Linked DNA regions of Mus musculus: regions 1, 2, 3, 4, 5 and 7 are each linked to region 6. The links are chromatin contacts, called in public HiChIP or PLAC-seq and promoter capture Hi-C maps. All regions are on one chromosome and are shown on one strand. The core of a region is the stretch at or near the end of the contact, and the rest is flanking DNA. Distances in the headings are between cores, read along the strand shown. Region 1 holds the start of D230025D16Rik (RIKEN cDNA D230025D16 gene). Region 2 holds the start of Cdh16 (cadherin 16). Region 3 holds the start of Zfp612 (zinc finger protein 612). Region 4 holds the start of Cmtr2 (cap methyltransferase 2). Region 5 holds the start of Tat (tyrosine aminotransferase). Region 6 holds the start of Psmd7 (proteasome (prosome, macropain) 26S subunit, non-ATPase, 7). Region 7 holds the start of Pdp2 (pyruvate dehyrogenase phosphatase catalytic subunit 2).

Region 1 (3,028 bases), core at 48-2,547, 2.4 Mb before region 6:
TGTTTTTTGTTTTTTGTTTTTCGAGACAGGGTTTCTCTGTATAGCCCTGGCTGTCCTGAGCTCACTTTGTAGACCAGGCTGGCCTAACCTTGAACTTCTTTACTGCCTCACTCCCAACTGCTGGGATTCCAAGCAGGCACAAATCAGCACACCCAGCCTCTAAACATAGCTAGCTACACACGTCAGCGTTTCTGCAGCCACTTTCCCACTGGACAGACAGCCCAGTGACCCAGTTGTTTTGGCGTGCAGCAATGCTTCTCAAAGACGTTCTACTATTTTTATTTTATTTTGTTTAATCCCATAGCACTGACTTGAAATTTTGTGACGTATCCACTGTTAGGCTTCTTTATAGCCAGTTTGAGTATTTAGTCTGTCACTTAGTTCCCTGCTAAATACTACCCTTAGGAAACATAATGGGAATCGAGCTTTGCTGCCTAGGATCAAGGAAGCTTGGGTAAAGTCTTTACCCTCCTTGTGCCTCATTTATTCGTCTATAAAATGAGACTGAGGGTGTGAGGTCTTGTCATCAAAAGAGGCCTCAGCTGCCTTTTAATTTTAGGGTGCCCTAGAGCAAGCAAGCCGAAAATTCTGGCTGAATAACTAGAGGAGCCCCTCTTCTACTCACTGGAAACGGAGGCACAGAACACTTAAGAGCTTTAGTCACTACCATAAAGCATTGGCAAGCAGCAATGGTGACTCCAGGCGGAGCTGCAGGAGGCAGCCTCTGTGCTTAGAAAGTATTCCCTAGGTTGAGCATTTCTGGAAATGAGACCTGGCCCGGAACTCTTCAGCCTTCTAACTCAAATCCTCTCGCTCTAACCCTTGCCAACGGACTCATACATCCTCGACTCTGAGGTGGACCCTGCTCAGAGACCACTGGGTCCAAGGAGAGTAGGTTTCTGAACAATTTAGGCAGTGGCAGCCAGCGTCAGTACGTGACAAGCTTGATAATGGTCCGCGGGGCCGTGAGTCTCTGGGACTGGGTCCTTCCTGTCCGTTTTGTTCCTAGTGCAGATTAGTGGGACAAGTGTGCAGACGGAAGACTTTATTTTTGTGTGACATGTTTCCCGCCTTGTGCCTTTTCTTGCGTAGGCATATATGGTGCGCTGTGCAGTTTCAGGACCTCTGGAATGTGGCCCCTAAGTTCTAAAGCAGCTGCTCTTCCCTCCAGCTCTACCCGCGCGGGTCTGGCCTCTGATCCAGAGTTTGCGCGTGCGCGACTCCGCCTCAAGCCCCGCCTTCATGATTTAGCCCCGCCTTTGCCACGCTTTACGGCCCGGCACGCCACTTTTGCTGCAGTTGCTCTGGGCGCTGCTGTTGCTACAGCCTCTCCTGCCGGGGCTGCTGCCCGGGAGGTTGAAGGGAGGTGAAGTGTGTTGTTGTGTTCGTGCTGCCGTCGCCGCCCGGAACCGAGTGGAGAGCCGGACGTCCGCGGGCTGGCGAGAGCGACCAGTCAGCAGCTGCGTGCTCTCCTCAGGCCGGGTCCTGTCTGCGCTGCCGCAGGGAGGCCGCCCGGCCCAGCGAACCGACCCAATGCTGGACCTGGAGGTGGTGCCTGAACGCTCTCTGGGGAACGAGCAATGGGAATTCACTCTGGGTGAGTGTGGGGTCTTTTGGGATCCTGTTGGCTGGCCCTTAATTCTCCCTAGTCCCTTCCGCTTCTGGTTCCTGCCCCAGATGCCCCTGCGCCCGCGGTTCTTCGCCTTTTCTCACCCTTTAGTCTTTCGGCTCCGGGCTTTAGAATCCCGCTCCTCCCGTCTGTCATAGGATCAGCGATGTCTCAGCAGGGTCCTTCTTTGGACCTCTATGATAGTAATAGCCAGTACACACCAAATACTTAGTGGAGTGGGAAGGTCCTGCTCTTTTGAATTTATCTCTAATACAACTCCCTGAAGTCTGAATATCGATAGTATTATGCCCATTTTGCTGACTCTAATAGTTAAGAACTAGGTAGCACACCTAATCAACACTCTGGTCTCTGATCTGTCTCTCTCTGGTTTTAGGGGAGTGGGGGAAACCTAAGCTCATGCCTCACAATCAGATGGGGGTGGTGGGGGAATGAGCTTGCTTTTCTAAAAGGAACTCTCGACTTGTTTTCTTCTCTTTTGAAATGTACTCTTAACGTGTGGTGTCGCAATACCAGATACCAGAGTTAAAAGTTGAAATTGAGTGAAGTGGAAATTACACATTGGCTTGGTAGACAAATCAGTTAGGTCACTTGGGGAGAGTTGGCCTTCGTATGTGAACAAGAGTATTTGCATTTAGTGACTCCAGTGTGTTTACTTAGTGGCAGCACTAAGCGAAGGGGCTGGGAAAAGGTGTTCCTGCTGCTTGTTTGTGTGGGCCTCAACCTCTGTCTCTCTACTGGGAGCTCTTGGACTGAGTCAGCTGCTCCATTTGTTTATGGCTTATCCTTGAATGTAGACGACTCTGTCTATAGAGACAGCATATTGGAATTACCTAGCTGGGTAGATTGCTGGGGCTTGGTGGCTGCCTGCCTCTTTCTTGCCCATTATAAAAGCCAGTTTCATCAAGGGCTCTTGGTTCTCAGAACTTAGACTGCCTGTTCCTGTAGACTTCTCAAAATTTAATCTGCTATGAACATGTTCCATTCAACCTCATATGAGGCATCAAGAGCGTGGTTGAAAAGCAAATGATGTTTGACTTCTGATTAACATTTTTTTCTCCCCTGGACAACTCCTACCTAGTCTGGACATCCCAGGACTGGTTAAGACCCACAGCTACAGATGGTTTACTGAGACTGTGTATCTCTTTGTTTGATTTAGTGCAAACAGGAGATCAGCTGGGGTCAGGAAATTTCCAGAACACTGAACTATAACTAACATAACTAACTACCCAGGGCTTTTGGCAAATTTGCAAGAACCAAGAATTTGAATAGTTGTTTTTTTTTTTTTTTTTTTTTTTTTTTTAAACACTGTCTTCATATCAGCCAAAAATCCTAGGTTGAGAGTTGAACTTGGGGGCAGACCTGAGCCTTGGTGGTGACTTGCTACTTCTTCATCCCTGT
Region 2 (3,010 bases), core at 313-2,812, 3.0 Mb before region 6:
GCTGCCACACCCAGTACCACCCGTTTCTGTTCTTTAACTCAAAGCTCAGCTCTTCTCTGGGACTAAAATCTTGTTAGTTGCTTACACTAATCCATGCACTGTCTAGGAAGCAAGACTCATAGGAGATTCAAATCAGGGAAGAGAACTGGACCAATTGGCAGGAGAAGCATGGTATTGGGGGGGGGATGGGAAGCCACCCCACATTCCGGCTTACCTTGAGTATGTAAAAAGGGAAATTTCCACCATAGTTTTCAGGGACTTCTGTGTGCAGGCTTTCTGCAGGCTGGGCCTCAGTGGTGAAAGCCTGTGGGGGAAGTTCTTACCGTGTTCCTTAGACACAGACTCCTTCTCCCTGACCCACCAGATCTTAGTCTGTCCGCCCCCTGGTCTTAGGCTTCCTGCTTCCATAGCAGGCCCATAGTTATGACTTTGAACTCACAACTCCCATACTACTCTTATGGCCAGTGTCAGGAGTCTAGTGGGACTGGGGACATGGGTGCTAACCCCTAAGTTTGAGATCTGAAGAAAGAGACAGGGCCCAACTCACCTGAATAACAGAGAGGTAAAGTAGCCACGGCCGGGCAGAGATCATGGTCAAGGCAGACCTGAGGGACATGGGAATGAGAATTTAGGTCAGAAGGTCAAGAAGAAGGGTTCTACCCTGTATATACAGGCAGAGGGACCTCAGTATGGACTAGTCTCCTCCCTGCATGTTGCAAATGTTCAGCTTCTCAGTCAGTCCAAGTAAGGCCCAACAATCCTGCTTCTTCGATCTTGCTCTTATAAACAGCACCATAGAGGTTTTCACTTCCAAACCCCTTTCTCCTTCTTGCCATCTCCCCCCACCCCTCATTAGCACCCAGATTCCCAAAGTGACAATTATTCAGCAGGCCACCAATCACAGAAATTAGCAACTGGACAGACAGCTATCATTTCTGAGGACAGAGTTCCGTGCTTCATGTAAGGCCTGAATGGCAGGGCCTGACCAAGGTCACAGAGGATTCCACACAAGACGATTCCTTCAGCAACAGAAGACTTGTAGCTCAGGCCTTGGGGCCTATTGAGTTTCTCAGTGCCACCCTCCAGATACCAGACTGCCCCTAATGCAGAAACTTTTGCAGATCTCAGCAGGAAGTTAAGAATGTGCAATGTTAACACACACACACACACACACACACACACACACACACACACACACACACACACGACTGCAAGATGGATCCCTGAATATTCTTACCCAGATATCTGAAGGATAGGGCAGTGCCCCTACTCCCAACCTCAGTCCTACCCACCCAAGAGCTCTCAGGCACTCACCTTCAGATGCCCAAAGCCTCTCCCTTGGTCCAGTTTCCAGGAGAAAGGAATCCTTCTTCAGGGAGCTCTGGCAAATTTGGCTTAGGTGGGGCGAGGCAAGGTGGACACTTGAGCAGGTAGGCGGTCTGGCCGTGCTTGCTCAGGAGTGGAAAATGCCACCGGGGCCCACAGGAGCAGGCCTGGCCCCGCCTAGTCCCCCCAAGTTACTTATTGACTTTGGAGAGCCAGATCTGCTCAGCATCCGTGACTGCCAGCCCTAGGAGGTGGGCAGCTCTTGGTCTGTCACTGCCCCCTTGACACAGCCCAATGAGCACTTGCTGGCCCTCTGGGCTTAGACATAACTTCTGTGTGTGTGTGTGTGTGTGTGTGTGTGTGTGTTCAGACTTGGCTCCCACTTCTCCTCTGTGCAGTGGCATCTGTAGCCAGATCTCTCCAGATATTGTTCCTTGTGCCTGGAATGCTCTTCCCACCTTTCTACAGGACAGTAAGTACCTGCTTACGCTTTAGCAACAAGCACTAATAACCCCTTCTTCAGGAAAGCCCTTACATTCACAGGCTGGATTAGGCTCCCCCACTCCATACCATGAACTGCCTCTACGGATGCCCAGAAGACACCAGCTTGTTTCTCACGTATTAGCTTCGGAGTTCCTCTGAGTAGGCTATGACCTTGTCCTGCCCCAAGTGGCCCGTGGAGCTAAGGAAAGGACTGGGAGTGTAACCCAAAGGGCAGCTGACCCCAAGTGTGTGTTCGGAGCTCTAGAACATTCATCAGTGAGACCAGTGGGTGGGACAGAAGCCTAGAGGTCCCCCTGAAGCTCTCCTAGCCTCACATGGTCTCCTGAACACAGATAAGGGTGAGGCTCTGACCTGTCTCATGTCTCTAAGCAGAAAAGAGAAGACCGAGCCAGCTCAGGTGACTTTGAGGGAGTTACAGGGCTGACCAGGGCCTCCTCACCTCCCCCTGTAAGGCCTGAAAGGCAGACCCAGCAGAAACCTTGTTTTCTGGGAATCTCAGATGAGGGTACAGAGTATGAAGACCCTGGTCTCCCTCCTCTCACTTTCCTTCCATGTTTTGGGGTCTCCCCCGAGGACTGCTCATGGTATATCTGGTCAGCATTCCAGATGGAAGCGGGACTGGGACAAGCTGAGTGTCTGTTTTAGGATCACTGAGGCACTGAGCCTAGGTTAGTGCTATATGTGGGGTTGTTGAAGGAGGTCTCACACATACTGAGTGCCTACTAACCAGCACCCAGAACTTCTGTGAGCACATATCGCTGCTATCCCACCCACTCATTCTGAAGAGGGAACTGTCCCCTTGTCATACCCCTCTGGGGTACAGAGAGGCTAAGCCGTTTGCCCAAGGCGCCTGGGTTTCTTTTTCAGGTTTGGGGACCTTCCCATGGCAGAGCAAGCTTTCCTCATCTCTCTCTCTCTCCCTCTCTCCCTCTCCCTCTCCCTCTCCCTCTCCCTCTCCCTCTCCCTCTCCCTCTCCCTCTCCCTCTCCCTCTCCCTCTCCCTCTCTCTCTCTCTCTCTCTCTCTCTCTCTCTCTCTCTCTCTCTGTGTGTGTGTGTGCGCACACACACACACAGTAGAAGCTTTGAGCAGTTACTTCCTGGGGGAGGATGTGGGGGGGTCTCCGAGGTTCCCTTGAACACACATTGAGGAACTACGATCTTCAAACATCTTTTTGATATT
Region 3 (2,837 bases), core at 156-2,655, 2.5 Mb after region 6:
GAAAAACCATTCTGTGTTTCACTCAGAACTCTGTCAAAAGAGCATTCACCGTTTTAGATCATGCTCTTGTGATTTTTGGAAACACCAGCGAAAGACAGGAGCTCTGTGGCTCTGACATCCGAATTCCATGTGGGACAATGGCAAATATGTATGCCATTAGACCAAAGTAGTGTTGTTACTATAAATCATTTTCATGTATCCTCTACTATGTATTACTTGTGGGTCTCTAGGCAGTGCCAATTTTCAGTTCCCGAACAGAAGTCATGTCTACAGAGACTGACTCATTGAACTATAGTGCTGTTGAGATATTGGAATGCTACAGGTGCCAAGGCTAGCTAATTATCTTATTTTGGGCCAGTGTTACCACTTTGAATAACCATTTCTTGCTTATTTTTCTGTAAGAACTAACATCCTGTAATATAGATTAAACACCTGTTGGGATCTTGTAACAGGCCATTGACTTCCACCAACACAAAAGCCAAGAAGGTTATCATATAGCATCCATCTGAAATATAGAAAGGCGACCCCTATCTTGCTGTACCGACCTCTCTGATGCACCCAACCAATATATCTTTTTTTTTTTTTTTCTTCTTTTTTCTTTTCGAGACAGGGTTTCTCTGTGCAGCCCTGGCTGTCCTGGAACTCACTCTGTAGACCAGGCTGGCCTCGAACTCAGAAATCTGCCTGCCTCTGCCTCCCAAGTGCTGGGATTAAAGGCGTGCGTCACCACCGCCCGGCCCAACCAATATATCTTAAACTTTGATTTAGGACTTTTTTGATCTGTAAAACTATAAAACTGCTTCCGCGTTGGAACGTGGAATTTGGGGCAACCTAAATCTGGGCTCCTGGGCTATGATCACTTAAATTTGGTTTGAGAATAAACTATCTCTTATCCCCTTTAAGGTAAGAGTTGTTTTCTTGTGTCAACAGCAGGTAGTTATGAATTTCATGGTAGGAAATCAGGTTGTTGTTGTTGTTATTATTATTATTTGTCCTGGTTTTTGAACCCAGAGTGCCCGAGAAGCAGTGTATCATTAAGCGCCATCTCCAGCCTCAGCTTCCAGAACAACTGCAATCAAGGCCCAGCAGCAGGCCTGCATGACATTACATAACATTTATTTTTAAAGTGGACCCTGGGTCCTCCAGCCTGTGACGCACTGGCACAGTCCACCTGCTGGCACCTCCAGCTTTACCAAGACATAAACTCGGGTGGCCTTTCTCGGGTGGGTCTATCCAGTACTCCAGGAGTAAGGGTCCTAAGACATCAGAACCCATGGCCCACGACAAAGAGCTTGAGTCCTAGGCGACAGAGAACCGCAGAGGCCAGGCGGGCACCCCAGAGAGGGAGGGGGCAGCACTCCTAGAGGGGCGGGGTCGGGCCGGTGACGCACTTCCGGCCGCGCGCGGACCGTGCTGCGCAGGTGAGTGCGGACCCATTGCGGTTCGCGGTGTGTCTTGGCGGACAGCACGCAGGGGCTCCCGCAGCCAGCCTCGCGGGCCACCAAGTCTCCGTGTCCACAGCGGTGACGCTTGAGTGGCGACCATTGTCAGACCCAGAAAACTCAGCAGGTGGCGGATCGGGGAAGCTGTGTCACTTCACAGAGGGGTAGCTGCGTGCGGGGGCGAAGCGGCTCGAGGTGACATCGCAGGTCTCTTGACCCGCCGCGGCCCTGCAGGTGTGTACTGCTTGTCCCGGGCTCCAGGCAGGGTGAAGGGCGCGGGGCCACCGCAGGGAAAGCAGGGCCACTTCTCAGCCGTTGGGGACAGAGCGAGCTTAAGGCCTGGTCTGCTGCATCGACGTCAGGCCCCACACATGCACACAAGATGACGACATGGCAAGAGTACACACAGACTAGTTTCAGAATTGCTGCTATTTCATACCCCGTAGAAGGCAGTGCGACATTTGGATGGATGCAGGTCTCTTACGGCTATAACCGTAGCCAAAACACTTATTTTTCCAAGGTGGGGAGCAGGGAGAGACAGAGACAGAGATAGACACAGAGAAAGAGTTTTAAGAGAAAGAAAAGTAACGGATGCTTACCTATGCGCAGCCAGATAAGAACGAATCTGGTCCTTATGCTGCATCCATCAGTGTATTCGTTCTTCATCTGACTCTCAGACTCTTCCCACCCTCAGATGTAACAACTATTTTGAATTTTGTGTTTACCACAGCCTATTTTTTTAAAAGTGTATACATATGCAACAGTTTAAGCTTTGTTGTTGTTGTTGTTTTTGAGTACTTGGTTAATTTCTAAGTAGTGTCTATGTCAGCTGGGTAAGGTCCAGCTATAAAAACAATACAGAAGCTGTATTTTCAGGGGATGGGTAGGTTGTTTTCAGGCTGGTTATGCATCACAAATAGTGCTGACGATGGATACTTTGTGCATGTCTCCTACACATGAGAATATCCATAGGAATACATTTTTCAAGCTTTTTTATTCACAGGCAATTTTCATACAAATGTAGAATGCATTTGATTCATTTCACACCCCCCCTTCCTGGGCACCCCCTTTGTAGACATTTTTAAGATTTGATGTGGATATAGAGTTTTCCAAACACATTTGGCATCGAGTGTTCCTGGTCAAGGGTTAATTCTGAGCCAGAGGAAAATTTACAGCCTGATAGTTTTTTAATTGCCAAATAAGTCATAATGAAAATGGCTGGGGAAACTCCTGCAATTTGAAGAGGTAGAAACATTTAAAAATCCTTTTGTAGTCTAGGTTTTTCAAGATGTAGAACGTAGGACAAAGGGTTTTGTTTTGTTTTGTTTGTGGGAATTTAGCTATGAGTAGAATATAGTCGCCTGGACAGAGTGAAGGACAAAGATAGCAAAATAG
Region 4 (2,700 bases), core at 140-2,639, 2.6 Mb after region 6:
TAATGAAAACATATGCTTACAACAACATATTAGAAAGTCCCCAAACAGGTCCATTCGTAATATCACCAGTCTAGAAACTAAACAGTCAGCCTTCAGTAGAAGAACTGATTAAAGTCAACCCACAGAATGACAAACCCCTTGCAATATAAATTTTAAAGACACAAGACAATACAGATGAAAACATTTTAAATAATAAATTGAACAGGGAGAGGCTGAGAAGAGTCAAAGTGTAATGATTGAATTATGTGAAATTCTAGACCAGATCATCTAAATTAGGGTGATGGGAAATACAGTGATAGCTGCTTCTTGAGGGTGGAAGACTAGGAAGGAACTTAAGGGAGCTTTTCTAAAATATTCAGTAGGTATTTGCCTGCTCCACAAGAGGAATTCATGCCTTGTATTAGTTATGGCCCAAACCCATAACTAACAAATCGTGGGCTCTAAGGGAGAGTCCACTGATTTTTTTTTTTTTCTCTAAATGGTCAAGTTGCCAAACTGCCTTCTGAATACGGTGCTCTTCCCTCATCTCTGTCAAAGTTCTGAGAAGTGACTGACAGCTCAGCCATAGACAGGCCATCTACATAACACCTGCTCAGGGAAGGGGAGTGCAGAAGAGTGGGTGAAAAGAGTGGGAGAGCGAGAGGATGAGGGAAGTGCTGTGAAGCGCTTTCCTCTAAAAAGGATGGCTGTTACACTTATAAACGCACAGCAGCTGTGGCTACCCCACAGCTGGGGAGGTGGAGACAGGTGGATACCAGTGACTAGCTGGACAGTCTAACCTAACTAGAGAGTCCCAGGCCTGAGAGTCCATCCTCTGGTATCCCTGGCTGACATGGAACTCTCTATGTAGACCAGAGTGACTTAGAACTCAGAGATCTGTTTCCCTCTGGCTCATGAGAGCTGGGATCAAAGGCTTGTGGCACTACACCGGGTGGTTTTCTTTTTCCTTGGTTTATTAATATGTAAACACACCAAGTGATGATACTTCCGTTTCTTTAATTTGGTTTTGCACTCAAGTTATCCATTGAGCTTCAATTTTAATGCAGTCTCTCCTAGGAACTAGCATCTATCTATCCAGGGTAAACCTTCGGGTACCAAAGCCCAGTTCCGTTGCCATGGCGACCCGCTGAGACGGACAAGTTTCTCCGCACCAGAGCTCAGCTCCAGGAGTTGCCACCCTCCCGAGTGACGTCGATGCGCGTGACGATAGGCCTCCCGGAAGGCGCCTGTGCAGTGTGGCTGTCAGAGCCTCGCAGCCGGTGGGGGCGTGGTCTGGAGGAGGATCTGGCTCCAGTTGCGCGTGCGCAGGTCCGGGCGGTCTTCCAGGCGCTCCCTCCTCTTTGTCCGCGACCCGGTTGCCAAGTACGCAGAGGAGACGCCACCCCCGGAAGCTGTTCCCGGGAGCGGAAGTGGCAGGTGGCTCGTTAGAGTGAGGACCGCGTGTGCGGTGCTACTCTGCTCCTGCTCGAGGGGCTCTGGTGGGCGTGGGCTGAAGGAATGCGGACCCGGCTTCTCGGTGAGTGACAGTTCCCGGACGGTTCGCTGCGGGCAAGGGGCGGGGCTGCTCAAATGAGTGTTTGAGAGGTGGCTGTCCCAGGACCCAGTGTGAGCACTGCACATGCCCCAGTGTTTTTATTTCCTAGGAAAAGTTGGCGGGACCATTGCTAACACTCCCTATGCTCACTTAGACCTGACAGCTGTTGAGAACTTAAAGGCTTTGGTGTTGGACTTACAAATTTTATAATCATTTCCTTGTGGCTTTGGACAGGAAGCTTCCTGTCTTCCACTTGGAGCCTGCAAAATAATACAGTTGATACTCATCAGCCTCACATGCACTTTGGAAACGGCATGCATTTAGTTGAAAAAAAATTTTATGCATTTAATTGAAATTTTTTTTGTTTTTAAGTCGTACATTGAAATGCTAGGGTGAAATTGAAATGCATTATTCTGTTCAGAGCTTTGTCTTTTGGGCTAAGTGTAATATTCGTCCATTTATCCAGTTAATGTTAGTGTACTTAAGTGCCCACCAGCCACTGTTGGAACCTTTTGGGGTGGCATGTAAGTGAGCAAAATAAAAGATAACTGTCCTGCAGAAGTGCGGAGCTTACATTCTGGTTTGAGGAAGTTGAGAACGACAAGTCACAAACAGAACACAGGGGAAAAGAAATAAGTGATAAACATGAATGCCGTGGGAGAAAGTGAGGTAAGGGCCATGGGGAGCCCGAGATGCAATTTCAAAATAAGTGTGTTAGGATAGGCTTCACAGAGTAAAGTGCCTTCCAGCAAATACCAGGAGGAGCTGAGGGGATTAGCTAGATAGATACTTGGGGGAGTAAAGCCCAGGTAGAGCTTGCCTCTTAGTATTGAGCAAAGTGTTCCAACGTGGTGTGGCCTGGGTCTTCAGTGAACAGCAGGCTTGTGTGGCTGGAGTGGAATGGATAAGGGGGCGGTAATATTAAGAATGAGTTGGCAGCAAGGCTCAAGTACAGTCAGGAACCTTGGAGCGTTTGAATCCTTTTAGTTGTTTGCAAGTGAAGGCAATTATCCACTTAATTTCGGTAAGATTTCACAGCTTAACCACAGCCACTAATTAGTATGTGAAGTTAATGACTAAAAGTAGACTTTTTTTTTCCCCCCAAAATAGAATGTATTGGAGGTCTAAATGTAGCTGCGGTTCCCAGTAAGCACAGCGTGGATCAA
Region 5 (2,700 bases), core at 59-2,558, 2.4 Mb after region 6:
AAAGTGCACAGCAGGACTCTGGCAACACCTGTGTTTTATGAAGCATCTCTGCATGCCGTAGCTTTTATTGGAGGTGATAGTGATACGTGTCTTTGGGCACTAGAGCTCTGTCGTGCCCAGTGTGATGTGAGCCTTGTGCATCTAAATAGTACTCTGCCTTTTCAGGCCCACGGCAGGAAGTAGACGTTGTAGGCCTGCAAAGTGTGGTGATTGGAGCACTGCACATGCGCAGAGACACTGCTACGCAAATATTAGTCTAGCGCCTCTGGTGGATGGTGCCTGTTGAGGGAGCAAGGAGCAGGTGTGGTCCAGGAATCAGAGTGTGTGTTTCAGCATAGGAGAGAGATTCTACCACTAGTGTTGTTAGTTCCATTGTTAACTTTGTGATCAAATACAAGCTGCTCTGAGAATTTCCTATTCTTTAAAGAAAAAATTAAAAACTTCAGACTTCAGATCCTTCAACTCACTGCATTCCTGAACAGTTTTGTACCCTAATGAAAATTAAGCTGCAGAGAATTTGGCTGCCTTGTTTCTTGATGGATTATTAATTTGTTTTAACTTCCCATTTTGTTCTAAATGGAGTCCAGACCTCTGTGGTATGCCAAGTAAAGGGGATCAAGGCACAGGACAAAGTAACAACAACGACTATGACGACGACGACGACGACAATGGCAATGATAAATGCCCACTGTCAAATGAGCGCGTGATTCTATCTGTGCTTTGAAAATTTATTAAATCACGTATTCATTTATCTCTGCATCTATTTATCTATCCTTATACTAACCTATTTGATGGAATTTTTTAATTTGTTTTTCCTTGGAGTGCGGTTGAATTTTTGTGGAGATTCCCATTGTCCATAGCAAATCCCACATGCAGTAGATGAATAGTCAACCAAGCTCTTATCATTGCCCATGTCCAGGAGTGAGACTGGAGTGCACAGAGAAAGCACTACCAGAAGGACCCTCATTTTAATGCATTTCTGTACTGTTAACACAATAGTTTTCATAACAAAATAAGGACAATAAAGTTAATCGCTGTCACCCCAACTGCCCTCCACAGTTTCCTGAAACAGCTCACCAAATGACCAGAAAGAGTTAACACAGAGAATTCCAGATAACGTGATGTGTGGACAAATCCCAGATTGGATGGTGGCCCAGGGTTGGGGTGAGAAACAGCAGAGTGTGGGGGGGGGGAGTGGGGGGAGGTCCAGGGGAGGGGCTTAGTCCTCACTCTCAACCAATAGCATAAGGGCTTCAGGCCCAACGCCCATTGGCTGAAACTATTTCAAGGGTCAGGACCGCACCTGAACTCATCATCAGAGGACTTGGTGGAGGAGCGCTCGTGGGCCTTATAGGTTTGGCTGCTTGGAGACTGCTTTGCCTGGACGAGGAAGGTAATCCCGGAGGTTCTCTGCACTGTGATGGTGATTGCGATGCTCCTGGCTTTCTTTCTGATATTCTGGCTTTTTCTGCCCAGGGCTGGGATGCTTATCTGACATGTCCTTACTTTAACTAGCATCAATATTCATCTGTCTGTCTGTCTGTCTGTCTGTCTGTCTGTCTCTGTCTCTCTCTCTCTGTTCCTTCTTCCCTTCCTCTCTCTTTCCTTAATGGTATTATGATTGAACATAGGTCCTGGCTCTGCTAGCCAAGTGCTCCACTGCCTTAGTTTTACAGTTTTTGAGTTTTTGGTCTTGCCAAGATGCCCAGGCTAAGGTACTGGGAAGACCCTTTCTCGGGGGCGAGATGGTAGCCCACATGCTTTGATGAATACTCTCCTGTCATTTTTTTTTTTCTCTCGGTTTAACTCAGAGCATAGGGTTAGAGTTGCATATAGAAAATCCCACAAGGCTGAGAGCTGACCCAGCAGGAAAAGCCCTTGTCATCCAAGGGCAAGAATTAGAATTCGGATCTCTAGGACCCATGTAAAGTCAGATGTGGCGGTACACATCTGTAATGCCAGAACCCACAGTGAGATGAGGCGGATGGTGAGGACTGCAACCTGAGGTTGTCCTCTGACCTCCACACATTTGTAGTGGAACATGTGTATGCACAAGTACACACCCATGCCAAAGACAAGTGGAAAAAAAACAATCCTACTTGTAGTAGATAAATATTCAATTAAATGCTCCCTGATAATTTTGAAAATGAGTTGCTCCTATATTTTCTATCTCTGCAAGACATTCTTAAACCCCACTCCTATTCATATCCAAAGCTGTCTTACAAGTGAAATCATATAAAAGCATTAGAGAGATGCATGTGTGAGGTCACCCCTGCTTAGGTCTAAACACAGCTCCCCAACTCCCCATCTTAGCCTTACAGGGACGTCTCTTTTTTTCCCTGTAGGCTTTGTGAGCCATGGACTCCTACGTAATCCAGACGAATGTCAATGACAGCCTACCTTCAGTGCTGGATGTTCGCGTCAATATTGGCGGGAGAAGCTCGGTGCAAGGGAGAGCGAAGGGCAGGAAGGCCAGGTGGAATGTGAGGCCCTCTGACATGTCCAATAAAACCTTCAATCCCATCCGAGCCATTGTGGACAACATGAAGGTGAAGCCGAATCCGAACAAAACCGTGATCTCTCTGTCAATTGGTGAGTTCGGGCCACTTGACCTCCCGCTCTCATGTGCTGCCAGGAAGAGAGGGGAGGAGATAAGACCCGAACGTGGGGATGTAAAGTCTTGGCGGTTCTTTAGCTTCT
Region 6 (3,072 bases), core at 492-2,991:
GTCACAGACACTCATCGAAAAAGCTATTACTTGCGACTGAGTAGCAAGTATCAACAACAAAGATACAATTTAGTTTATGTCGGACCTAAGGTCCATAAACAAATGTAACAGGTTAGTTCCCGTAGGAAAGATAAGGAAACACCCCAACCCGCATTGGAAGGATACTTTCTAAAGATTCCAGATACTCCCTTGGAGAAAAAGTCATGCTTGTTTTTCTTTTTCTCAGCTTTATCCTTTAAACTCTTTCCCCTCCTCGCTACACTGAAATCTCTCCAGGGATGAAGATCTAAGAGAAGTACCAGTTTTGTTTTTTTTTGTTTGTTTGTTTTGTTTTTGTTTTTTTTTTTTTCCGAGACAGGGTTTCTCTGTGTAGTCTTGGCTGTCCTGGAACTCACTTTGTAGACCAGGCTGGCCTCGAACTCAGAAATCCGCCTGCCTCTGCCTCCGGGGTGCTGGGATTAAAGGCATGCGCCATCACGCCCAGCAAGAATTGTTTTCTTTAGCCACTAACAAACTGCATATTTGGAAACAACTTAATTCTATGCTAAGGAAACACACAAGCCACAGTGAAAGTAACATTACACCTCTCTAACCCACTAAAACTACTTCAAACAACGAGTTTCCACATGCCAAAGGAAACTTCATCCACGAGTCTTTAAAGCCCCTCCATCTGTTCCTTGATACAACTACCAACAGTGTCTGCACCCCCCCCCCCCATTCTTACCAATTGTTAAAATAAAGCTTAAACAGTGTTCACCCCATCAGGGCCCCTAGTATCCCAGGCATTCCGAACAATACAACTGAATTCAGACTCAAAAGGCTCCGTCTTGAGGTTTTTTTTTTTTTTTTTTTTTTTTGGCTCTGGTTGAGTTAGCTGCACAAAGCCTGCTTCAGACCAGGCACTAGCGCCGACTTGACTGCAAGTAGACTCCCTACTGGACCTTCATATTTGTTAACTCCTCACACTAATTATCTTGTAAAACTTCCGAACACGTGCAACAGGTCTGGCCGGATGAACGGCTGGAGCAGGCAAGGGTGGCAGTGAGCTACCCAAGGGAACTGTAGGCTGGCCCCAATCTGCACCTGCCTCGTTTTTAGAGGAACAAGCCGACACCTTATTCATTCCCATTTTAAAGGTACCATTCGACCAGAATCCCAAATCGAAACTTGGCTATGATCCCTGCCTCATCCAGAAAATCGTTCATCGGGGACTCCGAGACCGGGGTTTCAGTGACAGCTTTTACAGGCACGGGCACACGAGACTGAAGCTCGGTCTTAAACGGCGCCCAGCCGTTCTGGGAAAAGGCGCGGCCTCGGCGGGTAGCATCGTTCCGGCTCCGGGGCCTCGCCAGGCGGGCCAGACTCAGGAGTGGCGGCCTCGGTGGGGGTGCGAGGCTGTCAATGGGTACCGAGCACCGCGGTGTGGAGCCGCTGGGGTCGCTTGTCCCAACCCGTGTCCCCGGCCGCCGCGTTTGTGCCCGGCGCGCCCGTGACTCAGCAGCCCTGCGCCGTGTGGCCGCCACGCGCCACCCGCTCACCGGTTGAAATGATCCACCACACTGAGCAGCACCAGGGGGTGAACCACCACCTTCTGCACCGCCAGCTCCGGCATCGCGACACAGCCCGACCACCGGCCCGGCTCCCTGCAACCCGCAAACACCAGCAACCGCAGCGACACAGGCCGCTCCTCCAGGCCCCAGCACCTCCCCTTCCGGTTTGACCGCCGCTGCACAGTCGACTTCCGCTCCCAGAGCGCTTTGCGCTCGTGCCCGCCCTGTCGCCAGGGGCGCCATCTTGAGAAAGGGAAAGAACCGCCTTGCCTTCTGTGGGACTTAGGCTATTGACGAAGCTTGGCATTGAGCCTTTCCCTAGGTTTTTGTTTTTGTTTTTGTTTTCGTTTTTGTTTTTCCTCAGTTGTTTGCCAGCTCACCATTTCTCCTCCTTGGAAGGTTGTAGAAAAAGGCAGATAAACATAAGTAGTAACAGCGTGTACTTCTACTAATCAAATAATTAACGACATATATTTAACTTTCTTTTTTTTTTTTCAAAGATTTACTTATCTATTATATGTAAGTACACTGTAGCTGTCTTCAGACACACCAGAAGAGGGAGTCAGATCTCGCTACGGATGGTTGTGAGCCACCATGTGGTTGCTGGGATCCGAACTCTGGACCTTCGGAAGAGCAGTCAGGTGCTCCTACCCACTGAGCCATCTCACCAGCCCTTAACTTTCACTTAACACTTTAAGTCAGCACTGTTTCAAAATTTCCCAGAGGAGTTTCATTTGTTTGTTTGTTTGTTTTTGGGTTTTGGTTTTTGTTTTGTTTTGCTTCTTTTTTTTTTTTTTTTTTTTTTTTTGAGACGGTGTTTCTTTATGTAACAGCCCTGGCTGTCCTGGAACTCACGTTGTAGACCTGACTGGCCTCTACCTGCCTCTGTTCCCTGAGTGCTGGAGTTAAAGTCATATGCCATCACACCTGGTTTTTATTTATTTATTTTTAATGTTTTATTTCATTGCTTTTGAAGTTGGGCCTTCTATGACATTGACTAGCATGGAAATTGTTGTATAGTCCAGGGTGGTCCCCTGTCTCTACCTCCTCCTAAGTACAAGGGTGACAGCATATGCGACCACACGTGGTTTAGAGATGCTCTCGGTCTCTAACACCAAGGGCACACTTTGGGTGTATGACTGGATACTTTATCTATAGTTTTTATTTCTGGGAATTTTCCTTAATGCTCACTGTGACATAATGAGTGCAACAACATTCAGGTTTTGTTAATCCCAAAGATTTGGGGAGAAAGGCCACCAACCCAAAACACCATGGCTAAATTAATTAAAATTAATTAATTAAAGCAAGCATTTTTATTTATTCAATTTAATTTAGTTTTTATAGGGGTCCCCAATTTCAATTCAATGCTTGGGTGTAAGTATCTGTCTGTCTAAGTCAACTGCTGGTAGGGCCTCTTAGAGGACAGCCATGCCAGTCTCCCGTCTGTAAGCATATCATAGCTTTAAAACAAGCATTTTTTTATTTGTGTACATGGGCTGTCTCTTCCTAAAAACGGGTGTGT
Region 7 (3,013 bases), core at 509-3,008, 3.0 Mb before region 6:
GGGAGAAATGTTGATTATATTCATTTCAAACTGCAGCAGCGACTTCCTGTCCCTGTTCTGAAGGATAACCTTCTATGCAATCAGATAAAGTATTTGTAAAACAAACTAAAAGTACAGCACAGTAAAGCATGCCTCTTTGTTCTCTCCTGCCCATTTACTTACTTGGTTTTTAGTATGGGCCTGAAAGAGACCCCACAGTGTCCAGAAGAAACTTAGTACAAATTCTGATTTACAACTTCCAGACAGGGTGCAGACCTATATAACACCCTCAGGGCTACTTCTGAGGCTGAGGCAGGAGGACATAAGTTCAAGATTGACTTTGACAACTTAGTGAGAATCTGTCTCAAGGCATAAAAAGGGGAAGGGGTAGGGTAGGATGGGAGGGGAGAGGGGGACAGGGTAGAGTAACGAAGATCTATCTATGATAGTGTTTGATAGTATTCAGGAGGCTCTAGGTTCAATCCTCAGTATCACAAAACCAAAGCAAAACCCAGAACAAAAACAGGGATTTAGCAAACGCCTTTAATCCCAGAATTTGGGAGGCAGAAGTAGGTGGATCTTTGTACATTGGAGACCAGCCGGTTCTACATAGCTAGTTCTAGACCAGCTAGGGCTACCTAGTGAGATGCTACCTCAAAAACACAAATAAAACAAAACACTCCCAAGCAACCACCTCCTTGAGAGGCCTGAGGCCCAGTAAGGGGACACATCACAGAAATACAGCAGGAACACTTTTACCTCAGACGTGACTTTGGGTAAACCAGCTTGCCTTTCTTTCCAGAGACAGCACTCTCAGACCTTTCTGCTATCTCTTATCTCTCTTTGACTTCAAGAAAGGACTCTACTGACTCACACATTATAAGGTGAAGACCAGACTCAGCTATTGTTAGGACCAGAAGGCAAGGAGGGAAAGCTCTGGACCTCTCTGGTTCTGGCTCTCCCAAGCTACCAACAAGTAAAGGTGCGGCTAACATCACTTGTCGCTAAGAGGCCAATGTAATTGAGAATTCAAAATGGTGGTTAGTAAGGAGCCAATGAACTCTTTAGATCAGAAATGTGAGTATTAGAAGGTTCCTTCTAGCTGTTTGTAAAGGAAGGAAAATCGGTTGGGACTAAGTGTAATTTGGAAGTAGGGGGCCTTAAAGGCTTTGGAGTCTGGCATTGGCAAATGGATGGGTGGGAAGGGACTTAGGAGGTGGGAATGACAGGATTAAAGTGTGTGACAGTAAGGGAAGCATCAAATTGACCCTGGTGTTTGGACTTGGGTCTTCTGGGGCCGGCGAAGCCATTGCTGGTTTAGGAAGAAAAGCAGGTTTGACTGGAAGATAAGGTCAGGGCAAGTAGAACCTAGAGTGTCCATAAAGCCTTCAAGATAGGTGTCCAAAGATAATAAAGATGTGGCACTTTGGAGAGAGGCTTGGAGGGAACGGAACAAAACCCGGGAGGAATCTATGTGAGAATGAACTGTAAAGAACTGGAGAGGTCTCTTGGTTCTGGCTTTGCAGGGTGTGGTGATAAGGGAAGCTTGGGGAAGAGCCCCACGTGACGACCTACTGGCGCAGCGGCTGCACAAAAGCCACGGGTAACCCCAGGGGGTAGAGTGCAGGGTGGCCCCTCCCGGCCCCGCCCCTCTGCCTTCCTTTTGCCCTCCTCATCCATTGGGTAATCTCAATGTCCGTCAAGGGCCCGCCTCCAAGGATAAGCCAATCAGGAATGGCGGGAGGGATATTTCTTTTGGTGCTGGTTCCTCGACTGGGGGCCTCTCCAGGGAAGTAAAACCCAGTCGCAGCAACCGCGGAACTGTGCTCAGGACCAGAGTGAGCCGAGAGGATCCGCCGAGTGCCAGCGGCGCCAGCTGGGGAGGAGAGGACGAGGATACGAGGTAAGGAAGGGGACGATTCGGGGTGCGGACGCCTTCCCTAGCCTAGTTTACGGGTACCTCAGGTGATGGGGCGGAGAGGGGGATGAGGTGAGAGGGCGGGACGAGCTGGCCCCTGGTCATGGTCACCCCACTCGCGCGCACGCGCCACGTGGGCCCGCGCACTGGTGGAGGAGACGACTGCTTAGCCGGTTCTCTGCACCAGCTTCCTTAGTACTGGAGCACCGGTGAGCTGGACGTCGCAACTGGATTCTTACACCTTGGAAAGCCAAGGCTCAGCCACTAAACGGGGGCTGGGATTTCTTAGAGCCTTGCGGTCCAGCCAAGAAATCAAGAGACTTGGTTTCTTTAGGGGTGCTAAATTCTTTCTGTCCCATTGGAGGCGAATGGTTTTCATTGCGCACAGCTGCCTGTCCTTTCTGCAGGGTCAAGGGGCGTCTGAGGCCATCTGCCCCTGTCCGACCTCATCTGTCCCAAGTTCAGCGGGATGGGTATTGGCTTTGGGAAATCGGTTTGACAGTGCGTTTATACCCTTTGACCTACTGGTTTTGGAAATAAGTAAGGGAAAGGTGACTGCAAATGCCATGTAATTTGGTACCAGGTTAGTGGAAACAAGCTCCAAGTCACCAGTAGTTGTGAATGTTTATGCCAAAAACCATAAATAGTACTATCACTGAAAACATTGCCTTTAATAGGAAATCATGTTCACAGTAGTTGGCCCAATGATATAAAAATCTGTACAGAATGTATCCCAAGGACAAAAATAGTGGCTCCCTCCTTTTGTTGATTTTTGAGACAGTTTCTCTGTGTACCTGGTCTCAAATTCTGCCTGCCTTTTCCTTCTAAGTGCTGGGATTAAAGGCGTGCACCCACACTCCCAGTTTCAACCCCCCCCCCCCATTCCCATGGGCTTACTTTGTCAAGCAAAGTAACAGTCTGCAATGTAGATCAGGCTGGCTTTGAACTCACAGATCAGCTTGCCTCTTCACCTTTGCTTCCGGAATTCTGGAATTAAAGGCGTGATAGCACTGTGACGGCTCAGAAGTGTCGTATTTTATTAAGTCTTTACAGAACGTTGTGAAATCTTGACATGGTGCACACACTTTTAATCTCATGAGGTATTGAGAACGTCAG

Evidence for each region. Promoter capture Hi-C pulls out the DNA fragments that hold promoters and counts their contacts. HiChIP or PLAC-seq counts read pairs in DNA pulled down with a chosen protein or histone mark. Capture Hi-C pulls out chosen DNA fragments and counts their contacts.
Region 1: a contact with region 6 is called in a promoter capture Hi-C map of liver, with 3 times the contacts expected there. The contact joins the promoter of D230025D16Rik here to the promoter of Psmd7 in region 6. A contact is called at or near these places in 2 of 39 promoter capture datasets (the 3T3-L1 cell line and pre-B cells) and 1 of 9 other capture datasets (liver).
Region 2: a contact with region 6 is called in a promoter capture Hi-C map of pre-B cells, with 5 times the contacts expected there. The contact joins the promoter of Cdh16 here to the promoter of Psmd7 in region 6. A contact is called at or near these places in 1 of 39 promoter capture datasets (pre-B cells) and 2 of 9 other capture datasets (adipose tissue and liver).
Region 3: a promoter capture Hi-C map of liver shows a contact between it and region 6, with 2.9 times the contacts expected there. The contact joins the promoter of Zfp612 here to the promoter of Psmd7 in region 6. A contact is called at or near these places in 4 of 39 promoter capture datasets (hippocampal neurons, liver, pre-B cells and 1 more).
Region 4: a promoter capture Hi-C map of liver shows a contact between it and region 6, with 7 times the contacts expected there. The contact joins the promoter of Cmtr2 here to the promoter of Psmd7 in region 6. A contact is called at or near these places in 5 of 39 promoter capture datasets (3T3-L1-derived adipocytes, the C10 cell line, liver and 1 more), 1 of 484 Hi-C or Micro-C datasets (CD4 T cells), 1 of 115 datasets of contacts at active chromatin or transcription factors (astrocytes) and 1 of 9 other capture datasets (liver).
Region 5: a contact with region 6 is called in an H3K27ac HiChIP or PLAC-seq map of embryonic stem cells, with 6 times the contacts expected there. The contact joins the promoter of Tat here to the promoter of Psmd7 in region 6. A contact is called at or near these places in 1 of 39 promoter capture datasets (hippocampal neurons) and 1 of 115 datasets of contacts at active chromatin or transcription factors (embryonic stem cells).
Region 7: a contact with region 6 is called in a promoter capture Hi-C map of pre-B cells, with 3 times the contacts expected there. The contact joins the promoter of Pdp2 here to the promoter of Psmd7 in region 6. A contact is called at or near these places in 2 of 39 promoter capture datasets (liver and pre-B cells).

What each region holds. Positions count from the first base shown.
Region 1 is chr8:105,223,890-105,226,917 of GRCm38.p6, forward strand. It overlaps D230025D16Rik (RIKEN cDNA D230025D16 gene), which reads left to right and starts at 1,298. Exons shown (of 16, transcript NM_145604.3): 1 at 1,298-1,597. The coding sequence starts at 1,534.
Region 2 is chr8:104,622,834-104,625,843 of GRCm38.p6, forward strand. It overlaps Cdh16 (cadherin 16), which reads right to left and starts at 1,563. Exons shown (of 18, transcript NM_007663.3): 1 at 1,315-1,563; 2 at 548-605; 3 at 215-304. The coding sequence starts at 592. It overlaps Gm51588 (a long non-coding RNA gene), which reads left to right and starts at 1,536. Exons shown (of 2, transcript XR_003947593.1): 1 at 1,536-1,798.
Region 3 is chr8:110,078,329-110,081,165 of GRCm38.p6, forward strand. Zfp612 (zinc finger protein 612) reads left to right here and starts at 1,406. Exons shown (of 5, transcript NM_175480.4): 1 at 1,406-1,676.
Region 4 is chr8:110,216,571-110,219,270 of GRCm38.p6, forward strand. It overlaps Cmtr2 (cap methyltransferase 2), which reads left to right and starts at 1,390. Exons shown (of 2, transcript NM_146215.4): 1 at 1,390-1,516.
Region 5 is chr8:109,989,128-109,991,827 of GRCm38.p6, forward strand. Tat (tyrosine aminotransferase) reads left to right here and starts at 1,309. Exons shown (of 12, transcript NM_146214.3): 1 at 1,309-1,393; 2 at 2,346-2,592. The coding sequence starts at 2,358.
Region 6 is chr8:107,586,741-107,589,812 of GRCm38.p6, forward strand. Psmd7 (proteasome (prosome, macropain) 26S subunit, non-ATPase, 7) reads right to left here and starts at 1,742. Exons shown (of 7, transcript NM_010817.2): 1 at 1,539-1,742. The coding sequence starts at 1,612.
Region 7 is chr8:104,589,714-104,592,726 of GRCm38.p6, forward strand. Pdp2 (pyruvate dehyrogenase phosphatase catalytic subunit 2) reads left to right here and starts at 1,759. Exons shown (of 2, transcript NM_001024606.2): 1 at 1,759-1,882.